2 separate regions of the Callithrix jacchus genome follow, and region 1 is linked to region 2. Evidence: chromatin contacts called from public Hi-C data. All regions are on one chromosome and are shown on one strand. Each heading gives the region's core, a stretch centred on a gene start, on an enhancer-like site or on the middle of the called end of the contact. The rest is flanking DNA. Distances are from core to core; before and after follow the strand shown. Region 1 holds the start of IGFBP4 (insulin like growth factor binding protein 4). Region 2 overlaps LOC118153776 (a long non-coding RNA gene).

Region 1 (6,830 bases), core at 1,791-4,290, 88 kb before region 2:
CCAGGATCATCTCTTTAAGGAAGGCTTTTAGCCTGTAGAACCAAGCACTTGTGGCTCTGGATCTCCACTGCGCCCCATGTGAGCACCTCCCAGGGCCCCTGCACACTTCTCAGATGTGTTTTATTTACATACTATCTTCTCTCATTAAGCAGTGAGCTCCTTGAGGGCAGGGCATGATCTTGGTCATCTCTGCATCTCTAGTACGTAGCATAAAGCCTGAGCGTATTAGGTGTTCAATAAATGTGTGTTGCATGAATGGTGGGAGGTGCTTGGAAGGTCTCTTCCCGCGCATCTTCCTGCCTTCTTGGAATTAACCCAATGATGAGGGGTGGAAGGACACCAGAGGATGGATTGAGGGGCTGAGGTTGAGGTGTGGGAATCTGTCTCGTCTGGCAACCTTTCAGATTTCCCACACTTACCTGCACTCATGCTTCATCCCAGGGACGTTGTGTGGCGTTGTCCGGCCTCTCCTGCACTCCTGCCTCTGTGTTCCGGCACCTTTACTCCTCTTGGGTTTGCTGACCAGGGTACATGTCTGGCATTGGGAGCAGAACTATTCTTCTCCATTCCATTTTATTCTCACAAGAGCTTCAAGAGGCAGGAGGGGTAGAGTTGATCTACCTCCATGTTACAGCAGAGGTCAGTCAAACTCCAAGTTCACACAAGTTGGTGGCAGAATGGGGTCTAGTGATGATGAAGGAGGGAGATGGCGTGGGGGCAGTTTTCTGAATCAGGCACAGGCTGGGCTTCCCCAGGGACTTGAGGAAGCTGGTTCTGTTTGCCCTTCTCCAGGGCATGTGGGACAGAAGTGTCCCCACTTCATCTGTGAGATGGAATGGAGAGAATCCCAGAATCTGGGCCCCGGGTGTCACTTTCCAGCCCTTTTGCAGTCTTGATGGTTGCCAGTAGGTGCCGTTAGTTTGCAACTTTTTGGTCTGTCCTGCAGGTCCGGCTGCAATCTCCCTGCAATCATCCTTGAAGTCTGCATTTGGAGAAAGTAGGAGGTAGCCCAACCCCTGTGAGGCTGAAAGACCCCTGTCCTGGAGGAAGAAGCAGGAAGAGGGTCCCTGAACTGCATTTCAGCTTGGCTGACCTGCAGCTTTCTAGGCCAAGCCAAAAAAAAAAAAAAAAAAAAAAAAAAAATCCACGGTGGGTTACTGATTATTCCTGGACAGTCACCCTTATCCTGAAACCAGCTCTAGCACAGCAGAAGCCTTTGTAGGGGAGGATGATATGAATTAGGGGGGCCCGAGAGAGAACCTAGGAGATGGAACTTTGCTCCGAATGCTACTCCAGGGCTCTTCTCAATTTGGGCAGGATTGGGCAAGGCTGGGGTAATAGGGGCATCAGTAGAATTTCACAGAGGGTCAAACCAGGCCCATTACTAGCCCAAGTAGCAACACTGGGTGAATTAAAAAAGCATACCTTCCTCAACATTTTTTTTGTCTTTTTTTTTTAGACAAAGTCTTGTTCTTTCACCCAGGCTGAGGTACAGTGGTGCGATCTCGGCTCACTGTAACCTCTGCCTCCCAGGGTTCAAGTGATTTTCCTGCCTCAGCCTCCCAAGTAGCTGGGATTACAGGCACGCGCCACCATGCCTGGCTAATGTTTGTATTTTTAGTAGAGACAGGATTTCACCATGTTGGCCAGGCTGGTCTCCTGATCCCAGGTGATCTGCCTACCTGTGTCCCAAAGTGCTGGAATTACAGGTCTGAGCCACCATGCTGGCCTTCTTTTTCTTTTCTTTTTATTTTTCATATGGAGTCTTACTCTGTTTCCCAGGCTGGAGTGCTCACTATAACAACCCCTGTCCCCGGGGTTCAAGCGATTCTCCTGCCTTAGCCTCCCAAGTAGCTGGGATAAACAGGTGCCTGCCACCGCACCAGGCTAATTTTTGTGTAAATTTGGTAGAGAGGAGGTTTCACCATCTTGGCCAGGCTGGTCTTGAATTCCTAACCATGTGACCTGCCCACCTTGGCCTCCCAAAGTGCTGGGATTACAGGCGCGAGCCACTGCTCCTGGTCTTCCTTTTTTTTTAAGAGACAGTTTTCTTCTTTCACCCAGGCTGGAGTGCAGTTGCACAATCCTTGCTCACTGCAGCCTCCAACTCCTGGGCTCAAGTGATTCTCCTGCCTCAGCCTCCAAAGTGCTGGGATCACAGGTGTGAGCCACTGCTCCAGGCCCTTCAAAATCCTTCACTGCCACTGGGAAATGATCACAACAGCTCAACAAACATATAATGACCACACGAATGGTGCCCCACTGGAGTTGTTCAATGAAAAACGTGCACATTGCAAGTGGCAGTCTCCCAGGCCTGCCTCCCTGCAGGAGGGGGTCTGAGTGGACCTGAGAAGCAAACGTCCAGTAAGGAGGAAGAGGCAAGGCAGCCCCTCCCTCCCTGGGAAGGCAGGGTGGACCAGGGCTCAAATGAACCCTGGGGAGATTGCGGGGGGGGGGGGGCCGGGGGGGGGGAGAGGTTGCAAAGGGCAAGGGGAAAGAGCCTGTTACGTCTTAGGGCCACTAGGCCCCTCCGTGCCCCTAGCTGAGTGCCTGTACGCTTTACCCCACCTCACGAGGCTTGGTCTGCAGCGGTTGAGACTGGAAGCACTGGGGTGGGGTGGAAAGGCTTCTGCCCAGGGAGACCGAATCCAAGGGGCTGGGAGTCCGGGCTAGGAGGTCCCTTTCTCGGTGGGAGACTGAGGCCGCGTTGGCGGGGCGGGGCGAGACTCCTCCGAGGTCGGGAGAGGGGGCCACGCAGCAGCCCCTTGGCTTCCCTTCTCCCTCGCCTCCCCTCCCGGGCTCCGGTTCAGAGGCGCTCTGGGTGCCTGCCAAGGCTTCCAAACTGCGCCGCTTCCTTCTTCGGCAGAATAGGGCTTTCAGATGCAGCGGCGGCGGCGGCGACTCGGGAGAGCGCCCCCTCCCCCTAACGGCCGCCTCTCCCTCTCCCCGTCGCCGGCCCCGGCTCCCCCACCTCTGGGAAGGCGCTGGGGGTGTGGCCAGGGACCAGTATAAAGTCCGGGGGAGCCGACCCGGGCCTCCGCTCAGCCCCCGGCCCCGTCGCCTCGCCGCCCGCCTGCTGACTTCCCTGTTCCGACTGCGTCCGCCCGCCGGGCCGACCCATCTCCCCGAGCCCTCCGGGTCCGGTCCTCCAGGCGCTCCGGGCGCTGCAGCCGTGTGCCCTCCGCCGCCCGCTCGCGCGCCAGCGCCCAGTCTTCGCGTGATCATGCTGCCGCTCTGCCTCGTGGCCGTCCTGCTGCTGGCGGCCGGGCCCAGGCTGAGCCTGGGCGACGAAGCCATCCACTGCCCGACCTGCACCGAGGAGAAACTGGCGCGCTGCCGCCCCCCCGTGGGCTGCACTGAGCTGGTGCGGGAGCCCGGCTGCGGCTGTTGTGCTACTTGCGCCCTGGGCTTGGGGATGCCCTGCGGGGTGTACACCCCCCGCTGCGGCTCGGGCCTGCGCTGCTACCCGCCCCGGGGGGTGGAGAAGCCCCTGCACACGCTGATGCTCGGGCAAGGCGTGTGCATGGAGCTGGCTGAGGTCGAGGCCATCCGGCAAAGCCAGCAGCCCTCTGGTAAGGTACCCCTGGCCTCCCAATTCCCTCCTGAATGCGCTCCCTTCCCAGCGGCTTCTTTCCATTGCGGCCGCCCTGGAAGGCCCTTTAAAATCCCCTGTGAGTTGAAGAGAAGGCAGGTACGTGGCAGAGCCTAGCTGGCATGGGACAGGCTCACAAAGGAGACTGCTACCGAGTCCCTAGCAGCCTGTTGCCAACACCAAGGGAGACTGTCCCATCGCTCCATCTCAAACCTCCAAGGGTTGTCTATTTGATAAGGGTGTCCCAGTGGGAGACCTGGCTGCTGGAGCAAGAGTGGCAGATTAAGGTCCAGTTAAGTCAGCTGTCTAGGGCCAGAGGACAGGAGGATGGTGGTGGGGTGTGTGTTGGGGAGGATGGGGGAGGGGGAAAAGCTTTCCGTTCTTGATCCAGGCCGAGGGTGAAACCCCAGGGGTCTGGGGAGCCAGGGCCTGAACTTTTTACATGGTCCTTTGGTGGTGTGGGACATACAAATTTGAGGGACTTTGGCAGTGAGGGGCATTAGACTTGCCCTTCCCTAAAGCCCAGAGCCATGTCACCTTGCTGTTTGAGAAGTAATGGGAAGACAGAAGTCCCTCTGCCAGGCCTGGGCATCTCTGCCTGCTTTGTTATACAGGCCTCCTGTTCTTTTCTCTAGGCAGGTGTGATTTGACGCATCAGAAAATCTTGGCTCCCGGCCTAGAGCTGCAGAAGCCTCATGTGTGTGGGGTGGGGAATAGAGAAAGGGATGAGGGGCCAGGGCAGAGAAACAGAAAGAGAGAGACTCTGAGAAGGCCCTTGCCCTACCCTCATTCTTAACACTTTCTTTGTGTCTCAATGAACCTTTCTCAGTTTCTTCTTAGACTCTCAGTCTCTTTCCTTTGTTCTCTTGCTCTTTTTTTCTTCCTGATTCGTCTCTCAACCTCTGGTTTCACTAGTAATGCGTTCTCTATTCCTCAATGTCTTCTGCCCATCACGCCTTTCTTTCTCTACCTTATTCTGTGTTTCTGTTTCAGTTGCTCTGCTTCTCTCCCTCTTTTTCTGTTGCTCTTTCTCTGTGTCTCTGTTCCTGTTTTTGTCTTTCTCTGTTTCTTTGGGAATCTGTTTGTCTGCCTTTCTGTATCTATGCCTCTGTTTCTCATTCCCTCTCTAACTCTGTTTTGCTCTTCTGTGCCTCTGTCTGTTTCTGTCTCTTTCCTGGTTCTTGAAGCTTCCATTGTTGCAGTCCGGATGCTGGGACTCCAGCCCCAAGCTTCCTGTCCTGGGTCCCAAACCCTCCACTTCCTCAATCCTCTGCAGCTTGTTAGCGGAGGCAAGCAGGATATAAGGAAAACAGGAAGGAGGTGGACCCCAGGGGTCTGGGCCTTGGGCCTCTCTGCCCCTCCTGCCCCTGGGTAGGGAGAGATGGGTCAGCAGAAAAAATTCTAGGAGAAATGCCAGCCTGGCACCCAACACATCTGGGAAGTGGGGTCCTGGTGGAGAAAGTCGCTAATGTTGGAGCAGAGATGCCAGTGGTAATGGTAGAGGAGGGATACTGAGACTGGGACCCAGGGCCGAGTCCTTGGGTTCTTGGGGTACAACAGGGTCACGTACCATTTGACTCTCCATCATCCATCAGCCAGAGGGTATCTGGCACCAGATAAGGATGGTCGGTAGCCTCCTCCTCTTTCATCACTTTGAACGCAAGACAGAAGAGCCCACAAAGGGCTGTGTAGGAATACCTCATCTTCTGGTTGGGTAGGAATACTCCATCCTATAGTGGAGGAAAATAAGACCCCCTAGGGGTTTGGGGAGGGCATGGCATGAAAAATTTGTGATTGTTCCCTGGCTTTGAGGCGAACTGGTCTCCAGGAGTGTCTAGGGGCTGGTTGTGGAGGTTCATGCTTATAATCCGAGTACTTTGGGAGGATTGCTTAAGGCCAGGAGTTTGAGACCATCCTGAGCAATACAGCCAGACCCCTGTCTCTACAAAAAAAAAAAAAAAAAAAATTAGCCAATCACAGTGGTTCATGCCTATAGTCCCAGCTACTTGGGAGGCTGAGATGGGAGGATCACTTGAGCCCATCCTGGACGACTATATCTCTTAAAAAAAATGGGGGTGGGGTGGGGGCCGGTGGTTCAGGCCTGTAATCCCAGGACTTTGGGAGCCGAGGCAGGTGGATCACAAGGTTCAGGAGTTTGAGACCAGTCTGGCCAAGATGGTAAAACTCTATCTCTACTAAAAATACAAAAATTAGCTGGGTGCAGTGGTGGGTGCCTGTAATCCCAGCTACTAGGGAGGCTGAGGCAGGAGAACTGCCTGAACCTGGGAGGCTGAGGCAGGAGAACTGCCTGAACCTGGGAGGTGGAGGTTGCAGTGAGCAGAGACCTCGCCATTGCACTCCAGCCTGGGTGACAAAACAAGACTCCATCTCAAAAAAAAAAAGGTGTCTAGGCTTTAGGTCCCCTTTGGATGACACAGCTGAGGTCTGTAGTGCCCCTCCCTCCTTCTTCCTTGCCTTGTCCTCCAGCCATGCAATGGATGCAGGTACCTAGAGAGAGACGGGGAAGGCTGGAGGTACCTGTGGAGCAAGCTATGCCTGTGCCCTCCCACACCTCCCAGTCATCATAGAATCATAGAAGTAATCCCTTTCTGTGACCCGGGCCACATGGCACCATGTGAAAGGCACCCCCTAGAGTTCTGCCGCAGCCCTGCAGGGTCTGTGGATGAGATAAGACTACCAAGCCCCTACCCACTCATCCTTTTTAGCCTACACAGTCAGTAGGCCACTGTCCCCTCTAGGTCCCAAGCCTTGGGCCCACTGGCCTGTGAATAGCTTGGTTGAGGGGACCCATCTATTCTTTCTGCCTATTCCTCTTGGGGCTGAGTGTGAGCAGGTGGTGGGGGTGGGGACCACTTGGCATGCCCCTCCTTTGACTGCTGTGGTCCAGCTGTCTCCTATTTGCCCAGGGGGCAGCTCCCCTTTCCGTCTCCAGCCACCCTTGCCCTCCTGTCTCAGCTTTCCATGAACTGGCCAGGTTGTGGCCTAACACCACTGAGGCCACCAGAGATGAGGCGTCAAAAGTCCACAGCTCTGCATCCTGGTACTGGTCCTCGACTCACAGAATCTGGGGGAGTGGACAATGGAAAGATCAGTGTTTGGATGGGGAGTTCGTAAGCTGGGCTCTCAGTCCCTTTGGGACAGGGAACAGGCAGGCTGGATTAAATTTTAGCCAAGGCAGCAAATATTTCCCCCCTACTTCAGTACTGGGAGTCCAGTT
Region 2 (6,327 bases), core at 1,826-4,325:
TAATGTCCCAGGGTGGGCAACAACCAAACCTTTTTCAAAGGCGAGTCCTGAGCTGCCTCCCTCCTCTGACATTTGGCCCTTGTTGACCCCATCTCACCCCCTATCCCGCCTCCAATCTGGCAAAGAGCCACTCACTTACCCAGCGGGGACTTCCCACTAAAGCCTGGTGGAGGTGGGGGACGAAGGGGCTGTTGCTCGTGAGAAATGGGCGTGCGCACTCACTAACAGACTTAGAAAGTTTCCACATCAGACAGTTAACTTGAGAAAATACCTTTTGTTATTGAGAAGATGCTATAAATGTTCCAGTATGTGGTATGCCTACCACGCATCTTTGTGTAATCCCCTCCCCTGAGTGGAGGCTGGACCTGGCCACTTGCTTCTAATGAATACAATATGGTAAAAGTGGAGGAATGTCACTTTTGAGGTTAGACTCTACAAAACTGGGACTCCCCTACTGCTCGCACTCTTCAAGACTTCTTTCTTATTTGTTCTGATGAAGCAGCTGCCATGTTGGGGGCTGCCCCAGGGAAAGGCCAACGTGCTGAGGAACAGAGGGCATAGGCAGTGACGGGCATCGGGTCCTTGAGTCCAAGGGTCCACTGAATACTGCAGCAGCCGCTTGAGTGATCTTGGCGTTGGGTCCCCAGTTGAGCCTTGAGACGACTCCGGCTCAGCTGACACCTCGATTGCAGCCTGCAGAAGTACTGAAGTGGAGGGCTCAGCTAAGCTGCACCAGGATCTGTAACCCAGAGAAACTGTGAGGTGATAAACGTTGTTGTTTGTAGACACTGAGCTTTAGGGTACTTTATTATGCAGCAGGAGGTGACTAGTACAAAGTATAATTTGGAGAAGACCAGCCATACCTGTACCATCCTAAAGTAGATATTTGTATAAGTTGAAATCATGGCGGGTGCACTAATTTTGTGCACTTAAAAAAAAATCACATATCACCGGGCGTGGTGGCTCCCACCTGTAATCCCAGCACTTTGGGAGGCTGAGGTGGGCAGATCACCTGAGGTCGGGAGTTAGAGACCAACCTGACTAACATGGAGAAACCCCGTCTCTACTAAAAATACAAAATTAGCCAGGCGTGGTGGCGCATGCCTGTAATCCCAGCTGTTCGGGAGGCTGAGGCAGCCCGGGGCAACGAGAGCAAAACTCCGTTTCAAATAAAATAAAATAAAATAAAATAAAAAAAAAGAAAGAAAGAAAGAAAGGAAAAAGTATCGTTAGGGTCCATGATCTATGTATGTATCAGGGTCTGGTCAGAAACCAGAAACCACACCAGATACACTAACACAATTTAATATGAAGAATTAGATAGCTTAGTCACAAGAACAGTGTGAAAGGTGAAAATCATCAATAACCAATCATCAAAATCACTCTCAGAAAATGTCATACATCATCACGAACTGGGGCCTTGGAAACTCAAAACCCAAGAATTATTGAGGTTATTGTTTTTGTTGCATTTAAGCTTCTCTTCTGTTCCTTTGGGGCATCAGAGGCTAAGTTTATTTTGAGCATGAACAAAGAGACTTCTCTCTCCTTGACAAGCGTGATTTGTTGAATTGGCTAGTGAGGTGGGAGTGTGGTGGTGATACACTGTGCAGCAGAAGCATCCTCCGAGTGCCCATTCCCATCACAGTTAACACAACTGTGCTTTTCCAGGCTGGACTGTCCATTGTAATGATGCCCGAGTATTAAACCACTTCCTTATTGTCCTTCCAGTTTTTGACCTTTAAAGAAAGACTTCAGGGCACACATGCATGCAGATAACACTTGGCTTCCGTTTGGATAATTTCCTTGGAATAATTTCCCAGGAATGAGATTATAGGGTCAAAGGGGAAGGAAGAGCTTTAGGCCTTTTGCTAATAATTGCTTTACTGCTTTCCAAAGGCACTACACCAACCCAGCATCAACAGTTTATAGCGGATGAGGGGTCAGCTTCAGGGCACCGTTATTCACTCTTAGGAAATCAGCTTCTAGGTCCTTCAACAACCACCCAAAAGGGCCTTGATCTGTGAGAAGTAGAGTCCGGCAGAGAGAATCCTGGGCTGAGAAGTAGGATGTCTGAAAGTCCAGCTTCGAGGCAGCAGAGTAGTTTAACAGTGTGACCTATGGATAACAGGTCCTGGGTTTGAATTCCTACTTCACCACTGAGTGACCCTGGGCAAGTTACTCAGTTTTTCTGATTCATTTGTTTTTTCATCTATAAAGCCAGAATGATAGCAGTATTGAACCTTGCAGAGGTGAGAGGAAGATTAAACCAGTCGTGACATGTGAAGTGCTTAGACCAGGCACCAGTGCTTGGTAAATATTTAGTAAATACGAAGAGTGAGGGTTATTACCATTTCTATTATTTAGACGGAGCCGCCATCTCCATCAGCCCTGCTTCTCCAGTGGCTGACCACTTCCTCTTCTCGTTTCCATGCGAGACCCCACCCTGCCTCTTCAGTTGTCCCTGGGATCTTCTTTTCTCTTCAAGATCAAGTTTAGGTAGCAGTCGTGGCTTTGAGACATTGTGTTTGATGGTCTTTGAATGCCCCCTTGTGGACGGCTGGCTCTCTTTTACTCTCTTTCAGCTAAGGAGGAAAACCGGCCCTGCGCAAGTGTGTGTGTGTGTGTGTGTGTGTGTGCGCGCGCGCGCGCGCGCCGGGGTGGGGGAAAAAATAGAGGACGCCTCGGCGTTTGCAGACAAAACAGGAAATAGCACGTCATAGCATCTTTCTTGCTGGCTGGGGATGGATGGGTGTATGGGTCTCTTATACGTACATAAACACGGAGGGGAGCTGCATGTGTAAATGTGTGTGCGCTTGATACCATTCTCCTTGTCATTGGGGCCTCTCACTGGGTCCTACTGAGACAATGTGATTAATGTGATTTGAAAAATGAAAGCCCTGTGTGCACGCGAGGCCATTGTTATGTAGAATGGCACGTATAACCATTTGGTTCATCCCTTCACTCATTCGGACATTCAGTCCCACAGTTGTTTATTGAGTACTTACTATGTGCCAGGTCTCCTGAGGTCTGAGGACCAAGACAGAATCTGTTTCCATCCTCTCACAGTCCAGTGGGGGAGGCAGACAGGTGAGTAAACCACTGAGTACAGAGGAGTGGCAGAGCTGCTGTGGCGGGGGAAGGAAAGCTGCCGAGAGGGGGTGATGTCTGAGCTGAGCTATGAACTGTGAGTGACCTATCCTCTCCTGGCTTTGGGGCAGAGGGCTTGGTACAAAAAGCACTGGTGGGGTTTTGGAAGTGCAGGCTCTAACCCAACTCCTTGAGCAAATCCTTTTTTTTTTTTATGGGCTAGAGTTTCCTCCTGGACTAAGCCAAGGGGTTTGGCTATGAAACTCACAGTTTCCATCAACTTTGATGTTTTCTGACCTTTTATTCCCTTAGCCTGAAGAATTTTCTATTTTCTTTTCTTCCACTTGTCTTTCATGCCGCATCCTCTTCCCTAAAGAAATGAAAACCAGACTGAGGGATAGAAGCAGTGAAACATTGATATACACATGTAGGGCTCACGTGCGTGCGTGTGCGCGCATGTGTGCGCGCACACACACACACACACACACACACCTCTCTCTCTCTCTCTCTCTCTCTACCCCCTCCATTCCCCACCCCTGCTCTGCTGGAATCCTCCAGCTGCCTCCCAGATCAGAGTGGCCTGACAAGGGAGGGGTGGAGTGTGCAAGCAGAGTGGAGGCGAGAGCCCGGCAGACCCAGTTTCTTTTATGCTTGGCCACTCAGGCAGGTCACCTTGGGGAGGTCATTGAGCTTCCCAGAGCCTGCTTCTAGCTCAGCAGAGTACATACCCACCTGGCAGGGCTCTCCTGATGATAACCCTATATGTGAAGTGCCTCCCCCTTCCACTGACTCTGTAGGACCTAGCAGGCTCTCGGAAAATGAAAGCTGAAAAGTAATGATATTACAAAATATCTAGTGTGGTGTGGCTCATGCCTGTAGTCCCAGCACTTTGGGAGGCTAAGGCGGGTGGATCACTTAAGGTCAGGAGTTCAAGACCAGCCTGGTCAACATGGTTCACCATGTCTCTACCAAAAATACAAAAATTAGTTAGTATGGTGGCAGGTGTCTGTAATCCAGGCTACTCGGGAAGCTGAGGCAGGAGAATCGCCTGAATCTGGGAGGTGAAGTTTGCAGTGACTGGAGATCGTGCCATGGCACTCCAGCCTGGGTGACATAGTGAGAATCCATCTCAAAAAAAGCAAAACAAAACAAAAAATCTAGTGCAGATCAGACTCTTGTTTCTGCAGGAGGGAAAGGTGTGATCTTTCTTCCGCTCCGATCTTCCCAGTGACAATGGTCTGGGGAGGATATCAGACATGCACCAAGCTCACTGTCGGTGGTGGGACACTCTGGTTCCGGTCAGAATGCAGTTTATCACTTGGTCACTTTGGCCAAGTTACCTAACCTTTCTAAGCCTCAGTTTTCTCATCTATAAAACAGGGCCTTTAAAGTAGCTCCCTTGTGGAAGTACTGTGAGGATTAACTGAGATAATAGTAAAAACACTTCATGCAGTTCCTGGTATATAGTAAATCGATAGCCACCTGTATTGGTCAGGAGACGCTAACCGGTGTAACAAATAGACCCAAGAATGTGTGATGGCTTAGAGACAATGGAAGCTTGTTTCTTGTCTCTCTGATGGTCTCAGAAAATACCAGGTTAGCAGTAAGGCTCATCTAGACACCAGGCTTCTGACAGCTCTACCTTCTTTTCTTTTTTTGAGATGGAGTCTCGCTCTGTTGCCCAGGCTGGAGTGCGGTGGTGCGATCTTGGCTCACTGCAGCCTCCACCTCCCGGGTTCAAGTGATTCTTCTGCCTCAACCTCCCAAAAAACTGGGACTCTAGGTGTGTGCCACCATGCTAATTAATTAGCTCTGCCATCTTTAACTGGTAGCTTCCAAGATCACTTCGGCCATCGGGCTCTAGCTAGTGGGTGGGGAAGAGAGTGGAGAAGGCACATCAGCTGCTTAACTGCCTTGGCCCAGAAGTGCCACTTCTGCTCACATTCCATGGGTGAGAACAAGTCACATGGCCCCATCTTAATGCCACGGGGGCTGGGAAATGTCATCCCTGGCTGGGCAGTGTCAGATCTCAGTGTCAAATCCATGTGCTAGGCAAGGGGAGGCAGGAGCCTTTGGTGACAGAGATGTCTATTCCCATGATTGTTGCTGCTATTTCCATCCAGGGCAGAGTGATAAGCCCTGGATTGGGGGTGGTGGTGAAAACACAGAGAGAGTCTAAATAGTGGGGCGATCGGGGATCAGGCAGTGCTGCCCAGGGAAGATAGCATCCGGGGGGCTTGGAGAGAGGCAGGAGTTCCACAGGAGGGGATGGAGAGAGCAGGGAGGGGAGGGCCCTGTGAGCTGAGCGAGTCCCATGAACGGCCAAGAGGCAGGAAAGTCCAGGCTGGAGGAGAGTCCAAGGCGGGAAGGGGTGGAGAGGTGTGCTGGCGGCCCACCCGGAAGGCCTGGAACATCAAGATAAGGGTGTGGAGATGCAGTCACGCATGGCCTCTCTGCAGTGGAGTCCAGGGCAGTGGGTGGTCGTGGGATAGGAGTGCCAGGTGGGGAGGAGGAGGTGAGGAGGGAGAAAGAGAAAGTGGGTGGGGGAGGAAAAGTCTGAGTTTCACAGAGGAGAAGCTGGAAGGGGCAGGAGGAAAGGGGGCTTGCCTGACCTCTTGCTCTTCCTTCTCCTTGAGGTTCCCAGCTCCTCTGGGGCTCCTGTTGTCACCTGGCAGCCTCCTTCCTGGAGGTCCACCCCCTTAGGCCCCATTGCTCCATCGCCCTCCATGCAGGGAGAGGCTTGATCTCCTCTTTCTGCTTTGTTCTCCTTCCAGGAAGGAAGTGGCTCCAGATGCCGTGGGTGGGACATTCCTTGGCTCTGCTCACTGTTGCCAGATTTCTCATGATTCCCAGTGACAGAGCTGGCATCTCTAATCAGCCTCGGAGACGGGCAGAGTCTTGCTCAAGAACACCCTGCACCTCAGGAAGCCAGAGGCTCTTTCTGAGCTGTCTCAGCCCTCTGAGTGCAAGACCCACCTCCAGGGAGATGCTCTGGCAAGGCGACTCCCCCCCAGGCCTGCTGGGCACCTACCGTGCACCCGGCACTGTGACAAGACGGCTCCTGCACTCAGAAGCTTATCACAGACTGGGGGAGTGAGGTCTTACTTAGAGAACTATAAAGTACTGGGAAGTACCACAAAAGAGGCATAGACCTATGGGGAACCAAAGAAAGAATTCCTGTTAAAATAGTACTGGGAGGAAGTGAGATTTGTGATGGTTCATGAAGAGAGCATGGGATTC

What was found. Hi-C and Micro-C count contacts between places; a contact is called where the count stands out from the background.
Region 1: a Hi-C map of induced pluripotent stem cells shows a contact between it and region 2, with 3 times the contacts expected there. The contact joins the promoter of IGFBP4 here to the enhancer-like site in region 2. A contact is called at or near these places in 2 of 3 Hi-C or Micro-C datasets (induced pluripotent stem cells and skeletal muscle).

What each region holds. Positions count from the first base shown.
Region 1 is chr5:92,829,487-92,836,316 of calJac240_pri, reverse strand. It overlaps IGFBP4 (insulin like growth factor binding protein 4), which reads left to right and starts at 3,040. Exons shown (of 3, transcript XM_035300589.3): 1 at 3,040-3,572. The coding sequence starts at 3,224.
Region 2 is chr5:92,741,944-92,748,270 of calJac240_pri, reverse strand. LOC118153776 (a long non-coding RNA gene) reads right to left here. Exons shown (of 3, transcript XR_008481552.2): 2 at 3,385-3,457; 3 at 255-739. Among named protein-coding and RNA genes, the nearest start is that of TNS4, 30 kb to the left of the region's middle. Within about 2 kb of position 3,075, at least 4 of the 16 cell types and tissues checked have an H3K27ac peak or open chromatin away from gene starts, as enhancers often do.